Linked DNA regions of Canis lupus: region 2 is linked to region 1. A link is a contact called in public Hi-C data. All regions are on one chromosome and are shown on one strand. Each heading gives the region's core, a stretch centred on a gene start, on an enhancer-like site or on the middle of the called end of the contact. The rest is flanking DNA. Distances are from core to core; before and after follow the strand shown.

Evidence for each region. Hi-C and Micro-C count contacts between places; a contact is called where the count stands out from the background.
Region 2: a contact with region 1 is called in a Hi-C map of amygdala, with 6 times the contacts expected there. The contact joins the promoter of JARID2 here to the enhancer-like site in region 1. A contact is called at or near these places in 2 of 9 Hi-C or Micro-C datasets (amygdala and blood).

Annotation. Positions count from the first base shown.
Region 1 is chr35:14,876,716-14,882,232 of UU_Cfam_GSD_1.0, reverse strand. No RefSeq gene overlaps it. Among named protein-coding and RNA genes, the nearest start is that of CD83, 90 kb to the right of the region's middle. Within about 2 kb of position 2,527, at least 13 of the 20 cell types and tissues checked have an H3K27ac peak or open chromatin away from gene starts, as enhancers often do.
Region 2 is chr35:15,773,057-15,778,573 of UU_Cfam_GSD_1.0, reverse strand. It overlaps JARID2 (protein Jumonji), which reads right to left and starts at 2,070. Exons shown (of 18, transcript XM_038584207.1): 1 at 1,431-2,070. The coding sequence starts at 1,475.

The DNA.
Region 1 (5,517 bases), core at 1,278-3,777:
GCGGGTAAGGTTAGCCACGGGGAAGCACTTGAATTCCATACCTAGACTCTGAAGTCTATATTCAAATCCTAGTTTTGCCATTTACTAGCTTGCACTATTTACTTAACCTCTCTGGGCCTCAGCCTCATCTATGAAACAGAAATAATAAGGCCATTCATCTCTCAGGGCTGTTGCAAGGACGTAGTGAGTTAATACCTGTAAAATGCTAAATATGATGTGACCGTTCGCTGTTGCCTATACTATTATTTCCCACTGCCGAGTACAATCTCATCAACCAGTTTACCTGGTCATTCTCAGGGATTCATGAATTGCCCTGTTTTTTAGATATGAAGTTCAGTCCAATCAAATGCAAGAACTTGACCATCCCATTGAAATGAACGCTTCTCTCTCCCCACCAACTACGGGAGGCTGGCTTAGGTTTGGGAACTGGCAGTTGGGCAGGAAACATGAGCAAGGCTTGCTCCTTCTTGGATCTTCTATCTTCTCCAGGCACTGGCTGGTGGCTCAGGTCTCTGGAGACCCAAAGAACCAAGCTCTTCAAGAGAGTTCAACTACGATCAGGGGCTGGTGGCAAATGTACAGATGCTGGCTCTTTTTCTCTTGTGGGGTACTGAGTGGGTTTCCTCCCTTCCATGGGTGGCCTCTGTCAGCTGGCCACTCGCTCTGTCCCCAGAGGTCCCCATTCCTGTCACTCACCTTGCCCTGACCCCGATCTGGGAAAGTAGGTCCGCTCTGCCAACAGGAAGACTGGTTCGTGTGTGTTTGCCTTGTCAGCTCTTGGAAGCAGAGGCTGTTCCAAATACCTGCTCCAATGACTGTGAACAACTCTCCGTTCTGTGAGGTCATATGGGTCCCTTTGTCTCCCTCCCCTACCCCCAGAACTCCAGGAGACATCGGTAGAGCTCCTTAGGTAGTCCTCCAGGGCCCTCCTCATTTACCTCAACCTAGGTAGAAGAACACAACAGGTGCACACCTTTCTTAAACAATTGTTCACTGGTGGTGCCTCCTGGGTCCTCGGCCTCCTACCCTGGAGCCGGGAGGTAAAGGATGCTGGTCTTGCTCCCCCAGCAATCCTACACACTGGTCCGTGCCTCTCGTGAGATTGTGCGCTGCATTATCTGGCACATTCTCTCCAGTGTGTGAGTCTCAGCAGAAACTCCAGCCCGTGTGAACGGAGTCCCCCTTCCGCATCCTTTAGCAACCAGTGGATGAATGCTAGGTTGAAGCCGACTGGGTGCACGGTGGGAAGGTACCTGGAGGGCACCTGAGGTTGCCCAACAGGGAGGGCATGACTGCCAGGGAGTGGAATCTGGGCTCCACGGTGTAGAGAGTGCAAAACCGGGGCGTGTTTCTTCCCTTCTCCACCGACAGGTGACTACAGCCCCAGTTCCTGTCTTGCCCTCGGGTGCCCAGACCTGCCTCTTCCCCAGGGGGCGTGCACCCAGGGAGCCCGCCCAACATTCTGTTTGAAAGTGAGAAGGTGAGAGGAGGCGGGGTGTAGGGGTCCCTGCAGTGGGGAACGTAGGACCGGCCACGGGCCACGCAGGGAGGAGCAGAGACGAAAGTCGACCGACCCTCCGAGGCCTCGCTTGCTGAATGAGGACGCCTGCTGCCCGCGCTGGGGTCGGACGAGGTCGGAGCTTCGGGGGGCCCGGGGCCCGGGCGCCTGCGAGCACCCTCCGGGATGCCGGTGCTTTAGGGGTTTTGCTGCATGCAGACTGCTTCTCTGCTGAGGGAGGCCCTCGGGAAGAGCGACAAAGGATGCTGTCGGGATGTCTGTCTGTGTCTGTAAGGATCGCGTCCCAGCGTCCCAGCGCCGGGGCCCGACCGCAGCAACGTTTTCTCAGGAAACCCTCCTGAGAGCACCGGCACACCTGCCTCAAGGACAGGCCCCAGACCCCGACCGTCCGAGGTGGGGACAAAGAAGATGCCATCGCGGCCCCCGAGCGCCGGTCTCCCCAAGCGCGGCCCGGGAGAGCCCCAGGACCCAGTGCGTTTGCATTCAGGGAAACTTTTGCAGCAGGGGACGCACGGGCGCCCGGGGCCCCGGCGGCTCGCGCGGACCCGGCGGGGCACCCACAGCGCGGCACTGCCACCTTGTGGGCGCAGGCGGCGGGGCGAGCGGCGGGGCGCAGGCCGGCCCCGTGCAGCCCGCGCCGCGCTCCGGAACGCGCGGCCGAGCGGGAGCCCGCGGGGGCGGGGCGGGGGCGGGGCGGGGCGGGGCGGGGCGGGGCGCGCCGGCGCCGGTCACGTGGGTTAGCAACAGGCAGCAGCCAATGGGAGCGCGAGGCAGCCCGCGGGGCCGCGCGCGCCCCGCCCCCGGGAGAGGCCGGGCCGCGCGGGGCGGCATCGGGGCTGCATCGGGGCTGCATCGGGGCTGCATCGGCGCCGCGCGGGTGGGGTGCGCCTCCGGCCGGGGAAGCCCTGCCGCCGAGGGGCCGGGAAGGGACTAAGAGTAGCCGAGCGCCCCAACGTGGGACTTTCCCACTGGCGCGCTGCAGAGCGGTGACCCCGGGCCCGGTGGGCGGCGGCGGGTGCACCGCGCGGGGACTCGTTGCCCCGGCCCGAGCCCTGGGACCGAAAGTGCCGCTTGGATCCACGCCACGGGATCGGGATCGAAGGTCCTGGCGGCGGGGCCCCGCCTGCAGCAGGCCGAGGAGCTGCTCGCGGGCCCCCGCGGAGGCAGGCGGCAGCGGGTGCAGGAGGAGGGCCGCGGAGTTCTGGGTTTTGATGACTCAGTGGGAAAGCCACGTGCAGAAGGGCGCCTCGTGACTTTCACGCTGATGCCACCGCGTTGACATAAACCAGGACACCCTTTATGTAAACATTTTTTTAAGATTATTTATTTATTCATGAGAGAGAGAGAGAGGAGAGGCAGAGACCAGGCAGAGGGAGAAGCAGGCCCCATGCAGGGAGCCCCACGTGGGACTCGATCCCGGGACCTGAGCATCACGCCCTGGGCCGAAGGTGGTGCTAAACCGCTGAGCCACCCGGGGATCCCCAAACCAGGCCACCCTTGAACGCAGGGAAGACCTCACTCGGAAATGCCAGAGGTGGATCCATCCCAGATTGTGGGCAGAACCAGGACCATCCGAGGGGAACATGGTTTCCATCAGATTCTCACACTTGCACACGTTTCGTCCTGCTGATAGGATCCCTCCCTCTCTCTCTCTCTCTCTCTCTCTCTCTCTCACTTTATCTCTCTTGTTCTTTGCCTTGTGATGTTCTCCTGGAAGCTCTCCTACTCTTTTTTTTTTTGTGGTTTCGGAGGCCACTTCATGTTTTCTTGCTCTGAAACAAATCCAAGGAGCCTGTGGCTGCAGAAGGGCACCCAATCCTCGCCCTGCCTCAAGGCACTTTGAAAGGCCCAAAACTGTTAATACAACTTGTTGTGTCATTATAGAGACAAAAATATCCCAAAAAGTTGCAGGATCTAGCCATCCTGTTCTTAAAATTCCCTAGGGAAAGATGTTGTACAGTCCTCTTTGATAAGCTACCACAAATGCTAACCACTTTGGGGAAGATATAATAAGAACCTTCTGATTCCAGGTTTTATTTGTTTCTATTTAAGCTCATTCAGGGTCAGGCTACCCCAGAGGGCAATTGAACATCTGCCTGGCAGCTTATGGGCAGGATGTGTACTTCCCTCTGTCAGGAACAGAGATCAGCAGTGCCAGCTGCCACTGGGAAACTTGCCTGGTGCCCAGGCACCCTGGGGATTTGCCAGGGCGGCTTTGAGAAGGTGATCCACTCTGAGTCATATTTTCTTCTTTCATTTCAACCCTGCCAGCGGAGTTCATTGATTCGCTCGCTAAACAGGCCTTGTGCACTTGGTGTGGAAATGAGTCTGCTGTATTTGATGGTTATGTTTATACAAATTTGATAATAGTATTTGATTTTTAAACATACCATACTCGAGTTCTTGATCAGGAAAGGGTTCCAAAGGTACGAGGATTTAACAAATATGTGGTGAGCTCTAAGAGCCAAGGCTTTGTTTAGGTCCCGGGCATATAATATTGCACCAGGGAACTTGCATAATGAAATGGACTCATGAAGAAACAAAGTGAGGTCAACTTCTTTCCATAGTCTGGGTGTAGGTCATCCACCCCACACTACTTGATTGTTGCATCTCTTTCTCGTCTTCCTTGACCTCCTCCCTTTTGGTCCTCTGTTCTTTGAGGAACTCCTTTGATCAGGGAGCAATTAAGGTCACCCACTTGTTTAATGTTTTTAAATAATGTGACCTGATGGGGAAAGTCATGGGCTGGGAATTAAAAACAAAAGCGTTTATCTGGTTCTGCCACTTGACGAAATTCCTGACTTTCTATAGATCTTTTAGAGATTGAACCTTGGTTTCCTCCACCCTCAAGTGGGATGTTTCTTGCTTTGCCACTCCAAGGGTGAAGATTCAAGGCCTCAGTCTGCTCTGTAAATTAGGGGGGTTGACCTAGATTTAAGGTTTGCAAACTATCTTTAGAAACGGAGTTCCTGGGATGCCTGGGTGGCTCAGAGGTTGAGCCTCTGCTTTCGGCTCAGGATGTGATCCCAGGGTCCAGGATCGAGTCCCACATCGGGCTCCCCGCAGGGAGCCTGCTTCTCCCTCTTCCTCTATTTCTGCCTCTCTCTCTCTATGTGTCTCTCATGAATAAATAAAATCTTAAAAAAAAAGAAGAAGAAGAAGAAGCAGAGCCCCCTTGTAGAATAAAATCTAACATAAAATCCCAACGTTTTATAGAACAGGTGAGGAAGACAGGCTTGCCCTAGTGCTCTAAGTTCTGTTTACTCTCTTCCTCTCTCCATAGAAGGCCCTCAAGGCACACAGGCTTCCACTGAACACAGTGTGAAACTCACTGTGCTGGATGATTATTTTAAGTACCTTCCAGGGGCACCTGGGTGACACAGTCAGTTAAGCTGCTCAGGTCATGATCCCAGAGTCCCAGGATCCCGAGTCAGGCTCCCTGCTCAGCAAGGAGCCTGCCTCTCTCTCTCCCTCTGCTGCTCCCCCTGCTTGTTCTCTCTGTCAAATAAATAAATAAAATCTTTAAAAAATATATAAAGTACCTTCCAGTTCTAAAACATTATAAATCAAAATTTTATAACCAGAGTGTTCTAACTTTGTGTGTTTCTGTGAGTTTTAACTCCTATCTTCTTCCTTCATTTATTAATATGCTGTGGGAGATAGGCACCAGCTTTACAAAATCAAAATACATGTCATTCCTCTCTCCCTATTTATGAAGCCAGTCCTTCTGCCCCCAAACAAAATCATATTCTGATGGAACATAGGATTGTGTAATGAAAAAAACACCGAAGGGAAGAAGACCTAAGTTCTAACCCTGGCCCTGCCTTTAACTGGCTTCACAACATTGATCGAGTCCAGGAATCTTACTGACCTACCAAAGTGATAAAATTAGGAGGCTGGGTAATGTAGTCATCACGGGATTGGACATGATCATTTCTGGACCTCAGATCCAAATGAGTTTCTTTAAATTAAATAATTCCCAAATTCCATCCTGCCTA
Region 2 (5,517 bases), core at 821-3,320, 900 kb before region 1:
CCCCCTCGGCTTTGTGGCTGCACCCGGGGCGGACGAGCCCCGGAAAGGCGTCCGCGCTCCGGGGCGAGCTGGTCTCCATGCACTTCCTACAGCCCGACTTTAAACTAGTCCTTTGCATTCTACCCAGCCCTCTGCAATGCGGATGTATTTTAATTCTTAAATTCTTTGGGGAACAGCTTTTTAAGTTGGGCTTGATTATTTAACCTTGCATTTCTTTCATACTTGAAGTTTACGTGCCTAGATTAGAATCAGCCCTCGAGAAGAGGCATTCGGCTTTTTCATTAAGATTTTTTTTTTTTTTTTACAAAAACCAGTGCCCCGAAGGTCATCTCCCATTACACACATCGCACTGCTCAAAAAAGGGAAGATATGAACCACCAATTTGTCCACTCGAGTTAAATAAAACTTTCTTATAACGTTGCATTATTCCCAGTGTAGGTTCATTTGGGCTTTAAAAAAAAAAATGGGTTCTTTGATTTAAAGCATGCAGCTAATCACCGATCACTCGAGTGCATATTTGGTTAATCCTCCGTCCCCCTCTACCCACCCTCCCCCCAAACTTAAAAAAAAAAGCCATACACAAAACAAAAACACTCCCCATGCCAATCAAAACGTAGCTGTACTATGCACAAAACAAATTTAACTATCCCAAGCCATTTAAATCTCTGAATAATCACCCAATTTCAGAAGCCCGGTTAGCAGGGAGAATGTATTTGTAGTCACTTACACATGCATTCACATACCTACTTAAAAACATTAGCTATAGTGTAGGTCTTTCCCTCTTCCCCCCCCCAAAAAAACTGGAAACCATGAATTTTTAAACAAAACCAGTCCCATTATTAAAGTCAATCCCAACAAATGCATTCGCTGTAACATGATTCCCAACTGGTTTACGCTGCGAACCAAATAAGCCAAAAACGACCACATACATTAAATTTGATGTGCCAGTGCAAGGAACAAGATCGCCATAATCGGACCCTCGATTGCAACTTAAAGGGTTTCCAACACACACTCGTTACACGATTTCCCAAATAACATTAATAATAATAACACAAGCTCATTTGCATGCAAAGTGCAATATGAGGCCAAATCCGCCCGAGAATGCAGTTTAGTTACATTACCGCAGCCCCCATAACCCCCCTCCCACTCCAAGCTCCACCAAAATCCCTAGCCTTTCATCTAAAACTAGATTATGGTTGTGTCATTCGAGGTCAATTTATTCACTTGAGGTATCGCTACACCAATCTGTTTTTTCATCCAAACTAGGCAGACACGACTTTGCCTGAAAAGCCCTTCTTCTGAAAAGAAAGAAGCAGCCTTATCGGACGCTGTGTTTAAAACCCTTCAGCTGCAGAATTATCTATAAACTTGACATTCACAGCCATTGCTTAAAACTGCAAGTCAAAGGATGTGTTGTTAAGAGCACTTACGTATTTCTTCTGAATGATATTCCTCTTGGGTCTTTCCTTGCTCATTCTGAGATCCAAATGCTGATTGCAAAAGGGGACAATTGCTTCATGAATTTAAAGCCGTCAGAAATTTGCAAAAAAAATATCCTGGTGGTTTTTTATTGTTGTTGGTGGTGGTGGTGGATCTTGTAATCCGACTTTTCTTCCTCTTCCCCCAAAGCCCGATTCGCCTTGAAATAAATCCGAAATTGGGAAGGAGGAGAAAAAAAAAAAAAAAAAAAAAAGGAGCCAAAGACGAACGAAGCAAACAAAAAACAAAACAAAAAAAATTCACTTTAGTAAAACACTCATAATGGAAAATTTCCCCCGAAAACACACACACACACACACACAAAAAAAAAAAAAAAAAAAAAACCGACGCCCTTCACTCCCCCCCTTTTTTCCTCCAAAAACTACATCAGCGAAACGTGAAGGTCCTTAGTGTCTGATCTGTAGTTACATCTTGGAAAAGAAAAGGGAAAGATAAATTAAAAAAAAAAAATGTTGGAAGTCACGTTTGTGCTGCAGCAGCAGTGCGAGCAGAAGAGTCAACTCCGGCGGCGGCGGCGGCGGCGGCGGCGGCACCACAGCGAGGGCTCGCCGAGTCTCTTTTTTCCAAGCCCCCGAACCAATGAGAGACGGGCTAGCCAGCCCAACTTTAAATGGACTCTGCTTTTATACAAGTTAGGGCTCCTCGGGCAATTCCCCGACGGACGCCAGCCGAAAACTCCCACAGCTGAGCCGCCGGGCGCCCGCCTCCTCCGGCGCCGACCGACCCCGGCCCAGCCCGGGCGACCCCCGCTGCCCCGTCGACTAGACGCCCGCGAAGCTTCGACGAGCCCTTCTCGGGCGACCCCTCAGGCGTCGCTCCCACGCCGAGCCTGGGAGTGGAATTGAGAGAGGCTCCCTAAGCCCAATGCATGGCACGCTCGGTCGCTCCACCTCACCCCCTTTTCCCCAGCTTGCCGCTCACCCTACGGCCGCCGCACGCCAGCCCCCGCCCCTGCCGTCGCGTCTACCTGCAGCCGGGCTGCTGGATACCAGTGCCCCAGGACGCCCGGCCCCGGGGAGAGCCGCCTATTCCCGGGGCACCTTAGAATGGTCCCCTTGATCTTCTGGAAGTTGTAGTCCCCCGACTACAAAATGGCTATGGCCACGGGAGCTGAGAACTACAATTCCCAGCCTGCCCCGCGAACCTGTCACTCAACTCCCCTCCCTCCTCCCCGCCCCCTCCCCCTCGCCGGCCCTGCCAACAAACGCTTGGATGTGTCCCGCGTGTGACACTGCTAGAGGCTGGCTCGGGATTGGCCCGCAGAGCGTGTGGTCCGCGAGCGAGGAACTCCCCACGCCGGCCCGCCCCCGCCCCCGCCCCCCGGGCCCCGGCCCCCCCGCCCCGCCCCCCACCCGCGGCGCCCCGCCCCCACCCGCGGCGCGAACTGCCTGTGGAATCGAGGAATCGCGCGCGCGCCGGCCGGAGCCGAGCGGCGGGGGAGGGACGCGAGGCTTCCCGGGGTGGGGGGCGGCGGCGGCGAGGGCTTGGAGCCCGTCCTAAGGAGAACTGGGCCACGCACCAAGAGGAATCCTCGGTGCGAACTAGTTGATCGGCGGCGCCTGCTGCCTGTGCCGCGCAGCCGGTGTCAGCTCAGGACACCGCCTCGCGGCTCCGCACGCGGCTGCTGCGGCCGGCCCGGGGTAGGCTGAGGTCACCGCGGCCGGCGCCCCGCACCCGCACCCGCACCCGCACGCGCGGCAAGGGCCACCCCCCGGCGCGGCACGCGGCGCGGAGCCGGCCCTCCCCCGAGGCTGGCCCCGGAGCCCCGGAGCCCCGGAGCCGGCGAGGGCGGCCGCCTCCCACCTGCCTCTGCACCCCTGCTGGGTTCTCTCCTCCCGACGTGCAGCCAGGAGCAGGCCCCGCGCTGTCTCCTCGGGCCTCCTGGGCCCCGTACACAACTTCCCGCGTCGTCCGCAGCCGTTCGGCCCCAGAAATGCCCTCGCTTTAGGAGTGCCTGCGGGGCTCGGTCGGTTGAGCGTCTCCCTTCCCCTAGGGCTGGGATCCTGGGATCGAGCCCCGTAGGGGCCTCCCTGCTTCACGAGGAGCCTGCTTCTCCCTCTGCCTCTGTCTCTGATGAATAAATAAATAAAATCTTTTTTAAAAATACATAAATCTCCTTGATTTAACTGTGGCTGCAGAGAAGTAATGTTTTAAAGGATCTCCTCTCGGGCTTCCCTCTGGGTAAATGAGAAGTGGGGTCACTCACACTGCCTTATGCTCGTGGCTCTACATCTTATTCTCCTTCCCATCGCGTGTGATTCTCCTTACCTGGAAAGTAGAATAACTCGGGTTAACACAGTTAAAAGGTTAGTTGCAGCAGTGTTTTCAGGAGGTAACCACGGTCCAGAAAGGTCTCTGACACTGGCGGTGAGACACCTGGATTCAAATAATACTTTAGCCCTTGCTCAAAGGCAGCAGGTGGCTTCCGTGGGTTTGTCGCGAGCCTCGTCCACAGATTCAGGATGGCCAGGCCTTATGGAGAGGATTTTATTTATTTATTAAGCAGAGAGACACACAGAGACAGACAGGCTCCCTGCAGGGAGCTGGGTATGGGAGTGGATTCCAGGACCCGGAATCATGCCATGAGCGGAAGGCAGACACAACCACTGAGCCACCCAGGTGCCAGGGAGGATTATACAACTAACTAAAAACCCGCCACGTTATAGGAAGCTCTCAGTCAACAAAATAAAATGCCTTTTTTTTCCAAAGGCTTTTTAATCATTACCCTACCTTTTTAAAAAATCTGAATGCCTTCTGAAAAAATAATTTTGTCCTACGTTCATTCCACAATCGGAAAAATAAATGGCCTTCTGTGCCTTAAGATTGCAAAACTTGTTTGCTGGTGTATTTGCTGGGGAGGACTGAACAGAACAGACTCGGCTTTTCAGGGTTGACCACCCAAGTGACTTTATGGTTAGGTTACAACAAGGTGTTTTCAGAAGATTTTCTGATCATTACGACCTGTACATTGGAGGTCTGCACTCCTCCACAGTGTTATGGTTTTAACCAGTTTTCTAGAGGTTTAATGTCGGATCTGTCATTCCCCAGGCAAAATATTAAAGAACAAAGGTGGGTTTCTTGGTTCCCTGAAATAGCCCGGAGGCTGGGCTTCTCTGTCCCGGGCATGCAAACCCCCCTGCTGGGCAACCAACTCCAGATCACCACAACTCCAGATCACCACAAATACAGACTACAAAACCTTCCTGGTTTAGGCTGAAGGGCAGGGGAAAGGAAGGAACTTGCTCATTTCCAAAAGATTTGGATAACATTAGTGTTGTTTTCCCTGAAAAGGAAAATCAGATTGCCCTTGTGGAAGGCACTGTCTCCTGATGGACATCCTTTCCCCTGCTACCGTGGCAAAGTCGTATGTTACCTTTCTTTTTCCTTCTCCTTTTTTGTTTTCAATAAATCTAATTCACCCTTTCTCCTGATGATCTTAACTCCTCACAGCACTTCTCTTGTCGCCTTTAAGTCAGGCAGTGGGGAGTAAGCAGGATGGAGGGAAGACCTCACTAGGTGCACTCCTTTCTATAGAACCTGCCAGCACTGTCCTCATCCCTGACAACACAGAGAGAAGCCTTAAAATCCTTTGTTAAGAAACACTGAGCTGAGTACAAAAGGCAGACTTAACAGTCGATTGTGATACCTCTAAAAAGTGCTAATTAGCAACATGGAAAAATGTACTAAAGGGAACACATAAGAAAGGTGACCAGGAACTAAGGAGTTTTGAAGGATGAATAGGGGTTCAGTAGTTTGAAGTAAGCCAAGAAAATCTCCAGCATGGAAAAAAAATCATGATAACCCCAAAAACCAAAACACTACATTTATGGATAGGAACCAATTTTTGTTTGGGAGTGACTAAAGATGAGATACTGAGAGGTAAGCAAGAGCCAGGCCCAGAAAAGGCTCTCTGTGTGCCAGGCAAAGGAGTTTGGACTTCGCCTGGAAACTTACAAGGATTTTCACTAGAGGTATAAAGCATAATTTGCATTTTGGAAAGTAATTCTGCCCATATGA